Regions from separate parts of the Sus scrofa genome. Here all the other regions are linked to region 3. The links are chromatin contacts, called in public Hi-C and promoter capture Hi-C maps. All regions are on one chromosome and are shown on one strand. Each heading gives the region's core, a stretch centred on a gene start, on an enhancer-like site or on the middle of the called end of the contact. The rest is flanking DNA. Distances are from core to core; before and after follow the strand shown. Region 1 holds the start of SUMF2 (sulfatase-modifying factor 2). Region 2 holds the start of NIPSNAP2 (protein NipSnap homolog 2). Region 3 overlaps PSPH (phosphoserine phosphatase).

The links. Promoter capture Hi-C pulls out the DNA fragments that hold promoters and counts their contacts. Hi-C and Micro-C count contacts between places; a contact is called where the count stands out from the background.
Region 1: a promoter capture Hi-C map of liver shows a contact between it and region 3, with 4 times the contacts expected there. The contact joins the promoter of SUMF2 here to the enhancer-like site in region 3. A contact is called at or near these places in 1 of 5 promoter capture datasets (liver), 4 of 47 Hi-C or Micro-C datasets (embryonic fibroblasts, epiblast stem cells, fetal heart ventricle and 1 more) and 1 of 2 datasets of contacts at active chromatin or transcription factors (skeletal muscle).
Region 2: a Hi-C map of skeletal muscle shows a contact between it and region 3, with 1.8 times the contacts expected there. The contact joins the promoter of NIPSNAP2 here to the enhancer-like site in region 3. A contact is called at or near these places in 1 of 5 promoter capture datasets (liver) and 4 of 47 Hi-C or Micro-C datasets (embryonic fibroblasts, liver and skeletal muscle).

What each region holds. Positions count from the first base shown.
Region 1 is chr3:16,842,240-16,846,414 of Sscrofa11.1, forward strand. It overlaps SUMF2 (sulfatase-modifying factor 2), which reads right to left and starts at 1,334. Exons shown (of 9, transcript XM_021086361.1): 1 at 1,181-1,334. The coding sequence starts at 1,247. It overlaps CCT6A (T-complex protein 1 subunit zeta), which reads right to left. Exons shown (of 14, transcript XM_005662018.3): 12 at 4,074-4,175; 13 at 2,932-3,004; 14 at 1,562-2,671. The coding sequence ends at 2,599.
Region 2 is chr3:16,939,232-16,943,534 of Sscrofa11.1, forward strand. NIPSNAP2 (protein NipSnap homolog 2) reads right to left here and starts at 2,536. Exons shown (of 10, transcript XM_021086363.1): 1 at 2,335-2,536. The coding sequence starts at 2,426.
Region 3 is chr3:16,902,086-16,906,048 of Sscrofa11.1, forward strand. It overlaps PSPH (phosphoserine phosphatase), which reads left to right. Exons shown (of 7, transcript NM_001243221.1): 7 at 484-977. The coding sequence ends at 591. Among named protein-coding and RNA genes, the nearest start is that of PSPH, 26 kb to the left of the region's middle. Within about 2 kb of position 2,001, at least 14 of the 83 cell types and tissues checked have an H3K27ac peak or open chromatin away from gene starts, as enhancers often do. A contact at or near this core is called in liver and skeletal muscle, where this site is marked.

The sequences.
Region 1 (4,175 bases), core at 84-2,583, 61 kb before region 3:
GGTCACTGCCACTCCCAAAAGGCCACACTTCTCTGGCTTGATGTACTACTTTGCTAGGTTTCTATCTAAGGATGTCCAAGTACTTACTGTAAGTCCTCTAAAGGCAGAGCCCACATCTTTTCATGTTCTCCGGGAACCTATCTTTGACCCTCTTTTTATTCTGACACACTCACACTAATGAAGCTCATCCTCTTTTTGGGGGAAAAACTAGAGCAGGCAGGGAATTCTCAGATTAAAAAGGAATTAAGAAAGCACACACAACAGCAATACATCAACTTTATTTTGACACTAACTTAACATGTAAACTATAATTTATTTGTCTTTTTTTTTTTTTTTTTTTTTTTTACTATTTCTTTGGGCCGCTTCCGCGGCATATGGAGGTTCCCAGGCTAGGGGTCGAATCGGAGCTGTAGCCACTGTCCTACACCAGAGCCAAGCAACGCCGGATCCGAGCCGCGTCTGCAACCTACACCACAGGTCACGGCAACGCCGGATCATTAACCCACTGAGCAAGGGCAGGGATCGAACCCGCAACCTCATGGTTCCTAGTCGGATTCGTTAACCACTGCGCCACGACGGGAACTCCGTAAACTATAATTTAAAAACAACAATACGTGAATCTGAACACTAACTGGATGTTTAGTGATATTAAGGAGTACTGTTAAATTTTTTAGGTGAGAAAATGAACAATACTTTTTTTTCTTCCTGTGACTTGTCTTTTTGGCTATTCAAGCTGAGTATTTTCGGATAAAACTGTATATAACGTCTCGATTCACTCCAAAATGAATTTTCCAGGGGAAAGGGCGGGGGGGGGGGGGGATGTGTGTGGACCATCCACAAGAAACAAGACTAAAGCCATAAATTGGCAACCGTTTAAAGTGTGAAACAGGTAGGTGGGAGCGGGGGTGGTGGAAAGGCTCGTTTTGTTTTCACTTTTTTACGCTTAAAAGATTCCATAATAATAAAAATGAAACATAAATGTAATACAACAATATGAGTTGTCAAACACCTCGCCAAATTGGCTGCCCCAGAACGCGCCTCCGGCAGCTGCAAACCGGTGCAGGAGGCAGACAGAGGGGCCAGGACGAACTTTCCCCACCAGGGCCAAGCGCCCCACCCCTTTTCCAATGCTTCCCGAACCAAACGGCGCCAGGGCGGTGGGGCAGGCCAGCACACTGACCTAGTTCGAGCCAAGGACCGGAGAGGAGCGACAGCAGGGTCAGCAGCGGCGACAGCAAAGGACCCATGCCGAGGACACGAGCCCGGAATCACCACGCGCAGAGTACGCGGAACTGGGCGGGCCCTGCGGCGCACGCGCCCCGCTGGCTGCCGTACCCTGCGCGCGCAGGCGCACTACTCCCTTGAGCGCCCGGGTCTAGAAAATAGTCCGGTCCCAGATGAGGGTAGGGCCAGAGACGAGGACGGGTGATCAAGGACATTTTCTCAGGGTTACGGTTGAGAGGCCCTGCCATTCTAGAAGCCCCTTCACTGTCTTGTGAACCTTGGGTCGGGTTGATTTCCCTCCCTTTCGCGCCCTGGAATACCACCGCAAGACCACAGCAAAGGTTTCAGCTTAACATTTATTGCACACTCACTGCGAATCCTCAACACACAATGTTTAGCAACATACAACTTCACTTTCAAGGGCTTCAGAGATGTACCAGTGTTTTGTGGAAACATGTAGGAGGGAACAGTAATTTGGATGAAGACACTAGAGGGCTTGGGATGGCTATTTTAGCATAAATGTATGTCCCAAGGTATGAAAATATAGTCAGCCCGATATCTATTCATCTCACCTCATCCTTCACCACAGCTTCAGACATGCTTTTACTTCCGCTTTTTCTATTTTGTCACTTTGCACTTACCCTTTCCTTGCTTCTAGTTCACTCATCTTTCCACTATGACTTAACCTTTTTGGGGAGCATTTTAGCAAAGCTACTTCATTATTTCTATTTACTTATTTTTGGACGTGCCTACTGCACTTGGAAGTTCCCCTGCCGGGGATGGAACCTGTGCTTCAGCAGCGACACCAGATCCTTAACCCACTAAACCACCAGGGAACTCCAAAGCTACTTTAAAAGCTTGAAAAGTCCAATTGATCCAATAGTTTTATTCACTGGAATCTATACCAAGACAGGCATGAATGCTTTCAAAACCTTAAGTTACTTAAGTCTTATCTATATTAGCATAAAAACTTGAATGCTTAATGACAAGGAACTACTGGAGATAAATTAAAATACATACATGAGCAGAAATTATTAAACCATTAAAATTTGCTTTTCAAGGAATATTTAATAACAAGGTAGATGACATATGCTTAGTTAACATGTATTTTTATATCACTAAAGCTAAAGCAAAATGTCCTGTTCATTGGGTAAGTATGGCCTACTGTATGTGTGTGCACTGCAGTGCAATTTTTAAAATACTGTAATTATAATTTCAGAACTTCAGAATTTGAATAGGTGCCAGTGTTCTCTCCTTTTTTCATATGGGAAAAGAAAATCCTTTGAAGGTTGGGACAAAAATTCCACAGCTATATTCTTTGGATCACTCTCTGTACAGTCTTCATGATTCAGATGATACAAAGGAAGCTTCAATTCAACCTTTTAGAGAAGACATTCCAGCTCTCATGATCTCATCAACCAGGAGAATATTGGTGGCAATCACAGTGCTGAAAGGAGGGAAAAAAAAATCAAATGGCTCAGGTTTGAGACATGAACTCTAATTCAACTCAATCTCCAACTAAACTGTGCAAATTATATCCAGTCAGGTTCCCCTTTCCCCTCCATACACAGAAGGCTAGCTTAGTTGTTACACCTCTGACTGATGACATTTTCTTATGGAAAAAAAGTAACTAAGAACACACCAAATTTTTTAAAGAGTACGATGTTCCCTAAAGGTTATTTTATAGTTTTGGCTTTCCCAACTTACCAGGAGTGAAGAAGCTGTTTCTTTACACAGTAGTTATCCCATATGCCTACTTCTGCTGCTACCATTGGCTCACCTGCAAAGTAACCCAGTATTCTTAAAAATCTTATAGAACACATGCTAAGATCAGAATGCTGCCTAAAAGAACCAACAGTTATTTTGTGCAGCTTTACTCATCAGTGGTTTACTCATTTCCTCCAGTACTGAGACCCCCAAGTTCCTCCTCAATTAGCCCAATATTATACTCCAAACCATGACTCCTGTGCACAGCAGCTCTGATGACTGGCTGATCTGTACTTAGAATAATTCCAGTGACAGGAATGCTCTATTTGGTTACCAAGTAGCTAAACATACTTGTTTTTCTGGAGACATTGCCATTTGTCCATACTAAATATATACAGCATTTGAACTATGGACAAATAGGCTTATTACTTTCCTTATTCCAGAAAGCTTTTGCATTAAAACCTGAATGAAAATGATGCTGTTCACAACAGGTCTTACATCAACTACACGGACATATCTCAGTTATTTCTCTTCTACTTTGTACTTGTGTAATTTGTATTACACTGGCCTAAGATCAGGGCTTTTATCATCTCATTAGATTTGGTTCCCTCTTCCAGCACCATTTTTGCTATCCTCAGCCCTTTTCATCCATCTGTGAATATGACCATCAAATGGACCTCTTTTTTTGGGGGGTGGGCTTGCCCACAGCATGCACAAGTTCCTGACCCAGTGACTGAACCTGTGCTACAGCACTAACCTGAGCCACAGCAGTGCCAATGCCGGATCCCTAACCTGCTGAGCTACCAGGGAAACCCAAATATATCTTTTAATCAAAGTCCCTGATAAAAAAAATTGAGTAAAGCAAACCCAACATGAATCCCTTCAGTATTAACATGATCTACCACACAACATCAACAAATCCACTCTTCTAAACTATTAAAGTTTTGACTGGACCCCCTTAATTACTGTATCTAGTCATTACATTTTTGCATCACATTTTAGAACCCAGAACCCCTGGAAAGCATTGCTGTCAAACAGCAAACCAATTTCCAGATTCTATTATCTCCATTTTTTATCCTTCCTGGCTTCACCTCATCTATAGCACCTAATTCTTCCCCACAAATAAGCTGCACTTTCCTTACCTGTGTTCAAGTCCACACCCACAAGTTGACCTGATTCTGAATGTTCTGCTTGAACTTTAACTAGTGTTTCCTGAAGGTCAAAACCAGAGTTCTGAGCAAGAA
Region 2 (4,303 bases), core at 1,286-3,785, 38 kb after region 3:
CCGCTGTTGGCCTGCGCCACCGCCACGTGGGATCTGAGCCACATCTGTGACCGATGCCACAACTTGCAGCAATGCCAGATCCTTAACCCACTGAGCAAGGCCAGGGATGGAACCTGCAACCTCATGGATACCATGTCAGGTTCTTAACCCACTGAGCCACAACGGGAACTCTCCAGACTGATCTTTTAAAAATGTAGATCAGAGCATGTTACCCTAGGGCTTATACCTTTAAATGTTTTCCAGGGCTCAGAATAAAATGCAAACTCTCTAAATAGCTGTAAGGCCTGGAATTTTCTGGCCCCTGCTCCTTGCCACCTGTCTTGTTTTCCTTTCACTCCTGCCTCCTAGATTTTTCTGGGGTTTCCCAGCATGTCTGACTCCTCCCCTTCAGGGCTTTCATGCCCACTTACCCTTCAGGTCTCAGTATGACATCACCTTGTCCGAGAGGCCTTCCATGACCTCATGTGGGAAGCTCCCTGATTTTGTCCCATGGCACCTACCTCCATCTGTAAGTCTCTATGGGTTTTCATCTCAGCCACGGCTTCCTGGGGAGAGCGACCACAGCTCTTACGCTCAGGTCCAGCGGGCTTCAAAGACACCGTATACACTCAATATGTGATAGAATCAATGAATTGACTGGGTCTAGACTGAGTCCTAAAGTTGAGGCAGTTAAAGGTTAAGGCAGACTAGAGCCCAGGAAGGAGTAGTCAGAAGGTACAGGGGACCTTGGATAGAGACAAGGACCCCAGTGTCGAGAGCATGTGGCCCCAGCAGGAACCTGGGGTATCCCAGGTGACCTTGGGCCCTTTAAGTGAACACCTTCAGGCGCAGCTTTTTTTTTTTCTCTTTCGGGCCGCACCCATGGCACATGGAGGTTTCCAGACTAGGGGTCAAATTAGAGCTACAGCCACTGGCCACAGCCATAGCCACGTCAGATCCAAGCCGCGTTCTGCAACATACACCACAGCTCAGAGCAACGCCACATCCTTAACCCACTGAGCAAGGCTAGGGATCAAACCCGCAACCTCAAGTTTCCTAGTCCGATTCATTTCCACTACACCACAAGGGGAACTCCCTCAGCTGTCTTTTTTGAAAAAAAGGAAATATCAATTTCATGGGCTTCTATCACTTGTGGGGAAAAATAAACAGTAGATACTTAATAACAGAATAAAAATAAAAGAGGGTTGATTTGTTGATCAACTTGGAAACATAAACATCCAATTTTGTAACACAACTTGAGCAGCAGTCCTTACAAGGGCACTGGGCCTGAAGTGTAACCAACTTGGGTTCAAATGCCTTTTCTAGCCACGTGTCTTCAGCAGGTTGAGGTTCCTTCTCATCTCTAAGATGTAGATCCTATTACTTCCTTCTTAAGATTGCTACTAGGATTACACTAAATAAATAAGCTGTTATCATATAAAGCTGGCCCACATTAAGAGTTTTAACAGGTACTTCCTTCCCTTTTCCATTTTTTGAAATGCCAACTGTATTTTCTAGAGGCTCACTATTGAAGATAAACAACAAGATAAAATTCATATAACCTAACGTAAATAAACCGGGAAAGCAAATGGACGTGTAAATTGGTTGATATGGGCTCTGGTTTTTCAACTGGGCAAACAGGACATGGCTGTGTCCGGGATGGACTCAGAAAATCGAATATGTAATCCAATGAGGTTAGGAAAAAAGTTTAAACATGAACCCACCCCCTACTTCGTGCTGATAACTGTACATACTTTTTTGATCCACTACCTACTTTTCAATGCAAGTCAACAACTGTCCGTAAGGCGGACACCTCTTGGCTACTTCCCCAATCTCCACTGAGGGATCGCCGGGGCCGATGTATTATTTTATTTCTTCACAGCAACCTAGGAGGTGAGTGGTAGGTACCTCCACTACCGTTTACAGATGCTGACACTGAGGCTTTGCGCGGGCGAGCAGCTTTCTCAGGACGCCCTGCAGGAACCCCGAGGCCCAAGTTCAAGGCCTGCGGCCTCAGCCACGCGCTGGCCGCTGCCCCACGACTCCGGGTCGCGCAGGGTCAAGGTCCAACAGGCCGGGCCGGCTCCGCGCGCGGACGTGGCTTCGGCGCTGGGTGTCATTCCCGCCATGACCTTGAGCCCCGCCGGCCCGGCAGCAGGCGCTCCGACCCTGCCGAGGCTCCGGCTCGCCCCGCCACGCGGACCGCGGCCTCAGCCCAGCCGCCCCACAGCCCCGGCGGCCCTGCCCCATGGGAACGCTACCGAGCCAGGGCGGAGACCCGCGCCGAGGACCCCGCGCCCTCCGCCCCGCGGCGGCCCCTCCCCGGCCGCTCCCGGAAAGGGCGGCGCTGCTCACCGGAGCCCGGGCAGGAGGCTGCAGGGGGCGGCCCGCCACAGGAAGCCGCCGCCTGAGGCCGCTCCGCCGGCGCGCAACACTCGCGCCGCCATCTTGCTCCGGAGCCTCGACTCCCACCGCCCCGGCCTCCGCTGACGCCGCCGCCGCCGCCGCCGCCGCCGCGACCCCTCCCCCGGCCGGGCCCGCCGAGGCGGGGGGCGGGGCGGGGCGGGGCGGGGCAGGGCGTGCGGCCGCTGCAGTGCGGGGCGCGACCGCCAGGGGGAGTGGGGCCCAGGACGCTGCAGCGCGGGGAGCGGCCGCCAGGGGGAGCGGGGGGGGCGCAGAGGTCTGGTCCTCAGTGCGTCCTGGCACTGAGGTCCCGGAGTTGCAAGAAAGGAGCGGGAAGCCTGAGGGCAACCGATTTTGAGACTTCAAGCTCCGACGAAAGGAGCTCGGTGCCCAGCACAGGGGCCACCCAGGGGTCGAGGGCAAGGCTTGAACATACGTGGAGAGATTCACCGGAAGAGAGTAACACAGTTCCTAGGGGAATCCAGGGCCTGGGGGCGAATCTGAGAGGCAGCTTCTTTTTAGATTTTGCACCAAGTACATACATTGCCTTTTCAAAAATAAATTACGCTTTAATAAAAACATTCTCGTTCTGGATGGAAACATACTCAGATACTCTCGTGGTCTCCGGACTCCTTGTTCTGTTGATGTGAGCATGCCGCTGGGTGTGAAATGATCGGAGTGTGTCAAGTGTGAGAATGGAGAGGTTGACAAGACCGGAAGGGAGCCCGGGCTGGAGAGTGCGTCCCCAGGGGTGCCTGGAAAGTGGAAGAAAGACCCTGGGGAGCTGGCACAGCGTCCTGGTCCCAAGGAAAGAGCAGACAGGTGGAGGGAGGGAGAACTCCGGCCGCCCAAGGAAACAGCTTAAACAAAGGCGTGGGTTGAAGTTCCCGTCGTGGCTTGTTGGTTAATGAACCCGACTAGTATCTATGAGGATGCAGGTTCCATCCCTGGCCTTGCTCAGTGGGTTAAGGATCTGGCGTTCCGTGAGCTGCAGTGTAGGTCGCAAGTGCGGCATCGGATCTGATTTTGCTGTGGCTGTGGCGTACGGCTGCCGCTGCAGCTCCAATTCAACCTCTAGCCTGTTTGGGAGAAATGTATCCTGTGGGGAAATAAAAGAACCACTGATAGAATCATGAAACCGCAGCTAAGAGCTAGACAGAAAATTGAGGAGCAGTTAAGCTCCTATTAGATCCCTAGCCTGGGAACATCCATATGCCATAAGTGCGGTCCTAAAGAGACAAAAAGACCAAAAAAAAAGAAAATGGGGAGAAACAGGGGAGGAGCTTCCCAGCCACCAAAGGGGGCATTTTCATGGCCCAGAAGAAAATGTCCTTAAGACTGGGTAGATTACAGATCTCTAGGAGGGGTGGGGACAGGCACTCAGCTTGTGTGTGGAGGGGTCTCTGGAGTTGGTAATTCTAAAGATGAAGGGAGGAGGAGGGGGCTTCAGGGCTGAGTCCTACAATGTTAATATGGCAAGGAGCCACCAGGAGGGCAGAAATGGTCCTGTGGATGGAGGAGTGGCAACAAGGATTTGCTCCAGACCAGGGAGAGGCATGTGGTGGGAAGGCAGTCAGGCACAGAGGGACAGGTGGCCACAGGCTGAGTGGGTGAGGTTGTTCCTGATCTCAACTGGCTTATGCTTCTTGGGGCGGTGGAGGTGGCAGAGACCCAAAAGGGAGGCTGGCGTGAGCTCTCCCCAGGGCAGAAAGGACAGGTCCCCATCCTGGACTGTGGGAGGCAGGGCCTCTTAAAGCCAGTGATGCTGTTGTGACTTTCTAACACATTCCCTAGATTTCTCAGTTCTATTTCGGGAGACAAATGCTTTCAAATCTGTTTTCCTGAAATGTAAACTTGATAGGCGTTTCTTTGATGACTTGGCTCTTGGGTTCTTTATTAGGCCACTCATTCTGCCCCCTTT
Region 3 (3,963 bases), core at 751-3,250:
GCGACCTACACCACAGCTCACGGCAACACACTGATCGAGGCCAGGGATCGAACCCCTCATGGATCCTAGTTGGGTTCACTAACCACTGAGCCACGATGGAAACTCCCAAGAATTTATTTATTTATTCATTATTATTATTATTTTTTTGTCTTTTTGCTTTTTCTAGAGCCACTCCCACGGCATACGGAGGTTCCCAGGCTAGGGGTCTAATCAGAGCTATAGCTGCCGGCCTACACCACAACCACAGCCACAGCCACGCCAGATCTGAGCTGTGCCTGCGACCTACACCACAGCTCATGGCAAAGCCAGATCCTTAACCCACTGAGCAAGGCCAGGGATCGAACCCACAACCTCATGGTTCCTAGTCAGATTCGTTAACCACTGAGCCACGATGGGAACTCCCAAGTGTTTATTCTTTTAAATAACACTTAGTGCTCCAGGCTGCTGCTGTATCTCTCTTTTTCTTTTTTTTCCCCCCTGTAGGATGTTTTCATTGGATTTGGAGGGAATGTGATCAGGCAACAAGTAAAGGACAACGCGGAATGGTACATCACTGATTTCGTAGAGCTTCTGGGAGAACTGGAAGAATAAGATCAACTTTGATACAGTTCATAACAACTTCAGGTTAATTTTTTAAAATGATACAGTTTGGTACTATTTGCTTACAATTGCCTATTACAATCTAAAATATAAATTTTGTACTGATTATCCGTACTGCCAAGTCAATTCCTATTAAGACTCCTAGAAAATTGATTATTTTTAAAGCTGTAGTTCCAGTAGCATTATGACCCATTTAATTACCTGGAGAGTTTTATAATCTGAATTCATTATGTATTTTCCTAGTTATATTCCATTTGAAGCCATAAGGTGGATAGGAATTTAAATACCTTCACTATTGGAAATAGGGATTTGGCAGCTTTAAGTGAAATTGGTTTTCCATTTATATATATGAATAAAAGTTTATCTACACATGAGAACAGGTTTGTAGAATTTTTAATTCTGCCTATCATGTATTTCAGTAGCCAGTATTTCAAGCCCTTAAGTGTTTGAGTAGAAACAACCTCCGGGCAGGGAGCCAAGGAGTCGTGCCCCCCCCCCACCCCCAGCTCCCCCTGACCAGCTGAGCACAGGGCCTAGTGCTCATCACAGCGCCCGCTCATCTCAGCCCCTGCCACTGAGGGGAGCCCTGGGCCAGAGGGATGGAAGCTGTTATTACCTCTTGGTATTGGTCATATAGGGAATGTTACAAAGGCTTTTTTAAAAGGCTAACAGTGGAGGAGTTCCCTGGTGGCCTGGCAGGTTAAGGATCCGGCGTTGTCACTGCTGTGGCTTGTGTCCCTCCTGTGGCACGGGTTCAACCCTTGGCCCAGGAACTTCTGGACGTTGTGGGCATTGCTGGAAAAAAGAAGAAAGAAAACAATCCAGCCTTAAGTGAAAGTAGTGAGTTAAAAAAAGGGATATTTAATAATCAGATGAATTAAAAGAACTAAAAACTGGAGTTCCCATCTTGGCGCAGCGGAAACGAATCCAACTAGGAACTATGAGGTTGCAGGTTCAATCCCTGGCCTTGCTCAGTGGGTTAAGGATCTGGTGTTGCTGTGAGCTGTGGTGTAGGCCGGCAGCTGTAGCTCTGATTGGACCCCTAGCCTGGGAACGTCCATATGCCACAGATGTGGCCCTAAAAAGACAAAAGACAAAAAGAACTAAAAAGTTTTACTTATCCCAAATGAAGGTTAGCATTTTCCCTTAAATGAATTAAGATATAACTCCTCAGAGCACATACGAGCCATTTCTTTCTTACAGATGACTTGGGAAGACCTGCAATCCCAGGTTCATGTTTACTCTGAGCAGAGCCTTGAAAGGGACATTTCAGAACAGGTTTTGCAAGGATGAGCTTATATATGCTCCCTGGTGGGAAAATGGGGAGACAGAGCCCGGGTTAGGAAGAGGCAGCCCATGAGCGGATGCTCTTGGATAATTAGCTAGAAGAGGCCGGAAGGGATCTAACACTGGAAGTTATTTGAAAAATTTATAATTTAACCATCATCAAATTTGGCCAAACAATCAGGTAATTATTTAGTCAAATAATCAAATGAGATGAATCAAATTTCCTTCCACATCAGGGTTTCTGTAGGAGAGCCAGGAAATCGGTTTGGCAGCATTTAAATGAGACCACAGACAGCGAGGCAGTTGTTCCATAATTGTGAGCGCTCACTGGCAACTCTCCTAGAGGCGGTTTTGTGGTGTCGGCACTTCCAGGGGCTCCAAGTGGGCAGGACCAGGCCTGCCAGGGTTGTGCAGAGAGGGCAGGCGCTGCAGGCTGCCTCAGCCTCTGCCACCACCCTGTGTGCCTGAGCTGCAACAAGCCTCGGCCGGGAGGTGACAGGCCTGCAGAGCCTGCCCTCCGCTGGGCAGTGGCCTCAACAGGCAGTGCGTACTGACTTTGGCTCAGAGGAGTCTGAGCTGCTGAGAAATTGCAATTCCCACAGAGAATCTTTTATAGCAGCCACGCAACCCTTCCTCTGGCCCTTGGCTGCCCCGCTGTCAGCCAGCTGCCCAGGAGCAGCAGGCACAGTCCCTGCTTTGTCGTGTCAGAGGGGTGAGTTTGAAACATCGGAGAACTGTGCTAACCTCTTTCATGCTTGTCTAATTCCGGACTCACTGGCAACAGCTACAGCATGGCTCTCCCGGGAGCTCTGTACATGGTGACACCAGGACAGGAATCAGAAAGCAGTGCCAGTGTCATGTGGCTTCCTACCCTTGTGACACCATCTTTGATTCTGATTGAGCATTTGCTTATGTCAACCACAAAATTGATGTGATTTCCACAGCATTCTTTTTTTTATATGTCTATACATAATATACATCACTATTTATATATGTAATTATATATATACTTCTAGAGGCATTAGCATGTAGTATTTCAGAGAGTTCTGTTGTCAGACTGCCAACCTTTTTTTTTTTTTTTTTGCTTTTTAGGGCCACACCTGTGGCATATGGAGGTTCCCAGGCTAGGGGTCTAATCGGGGCTACAGCTGCCGGCCTACACCACAGTCACAGCCATGCCAGATCTGAGCCACATCTGGGACCTACACCGCAGCTTGTGGCAACACCAGATCCTTAACCCACTGAGCGAGGCCAGGGATGGAACCCGCCACCTCATGGTTCCTAGTTGGATTCATTTCCCCTGCGCCATGATGGGAACTCCCTCCACAGCATTCTTTATCCATGCATTACCAGACTGTTCACAATTTACCGGGGCCAGGAGAACCCACCCTAAGCTGTGATCCTAAGTGTTAACATATATTAATACAGTAGATGAAATTTTACTTCCTAGGAAGGAAGACAAATTGGGCAAGAACTGCTAAAGTGATCATTTGATAAATAAGCTTAATGATAGAATGTTCCTGTCAAAAAGTCACCACGTGACCTCCATGTGGCTAAATTAATGGTCTATTTTCAGCCCTCATCCAACCCAGCCTCGAAGGAGCATTTGGCACCGGTGCTCTCATGCTTGCTGGACTTTCTCCACTGGGTTTTCATGAAAAAAATCCCACGTCCTTGAGTTTCCTCTTATTTCCTTGGTGGCTTCTCACTCTCCTTCTTGGTCCTTTTCTCTGTCTTAAACTCACTTCCCACTGACTTTCTTATTTTTGAAAAATTTTCCTTGAGTATAGCTGATTTACAGTGTGGTGTTAATTTCTGCTGTAGGGCAAAGTGATTCAGTTTATATATAAATATATATATATTTATTCTTTTCCATTATGGTTTATGGTTCCATTATGGTTTCTCACAGGATATTGAATATGGTTCCCTGTGCTGTTCAGTAGGACCTTGTTGTGTATCCATGCTCTATAGAGACTAGTCTGCATCTGTTTCATAGATAGGATAGACGTGTTCACTTGCATCTTTTTTTTTTTTTTTTTTTTTAACAGCTGCACATTTGTAGCATATGGAGGTTCC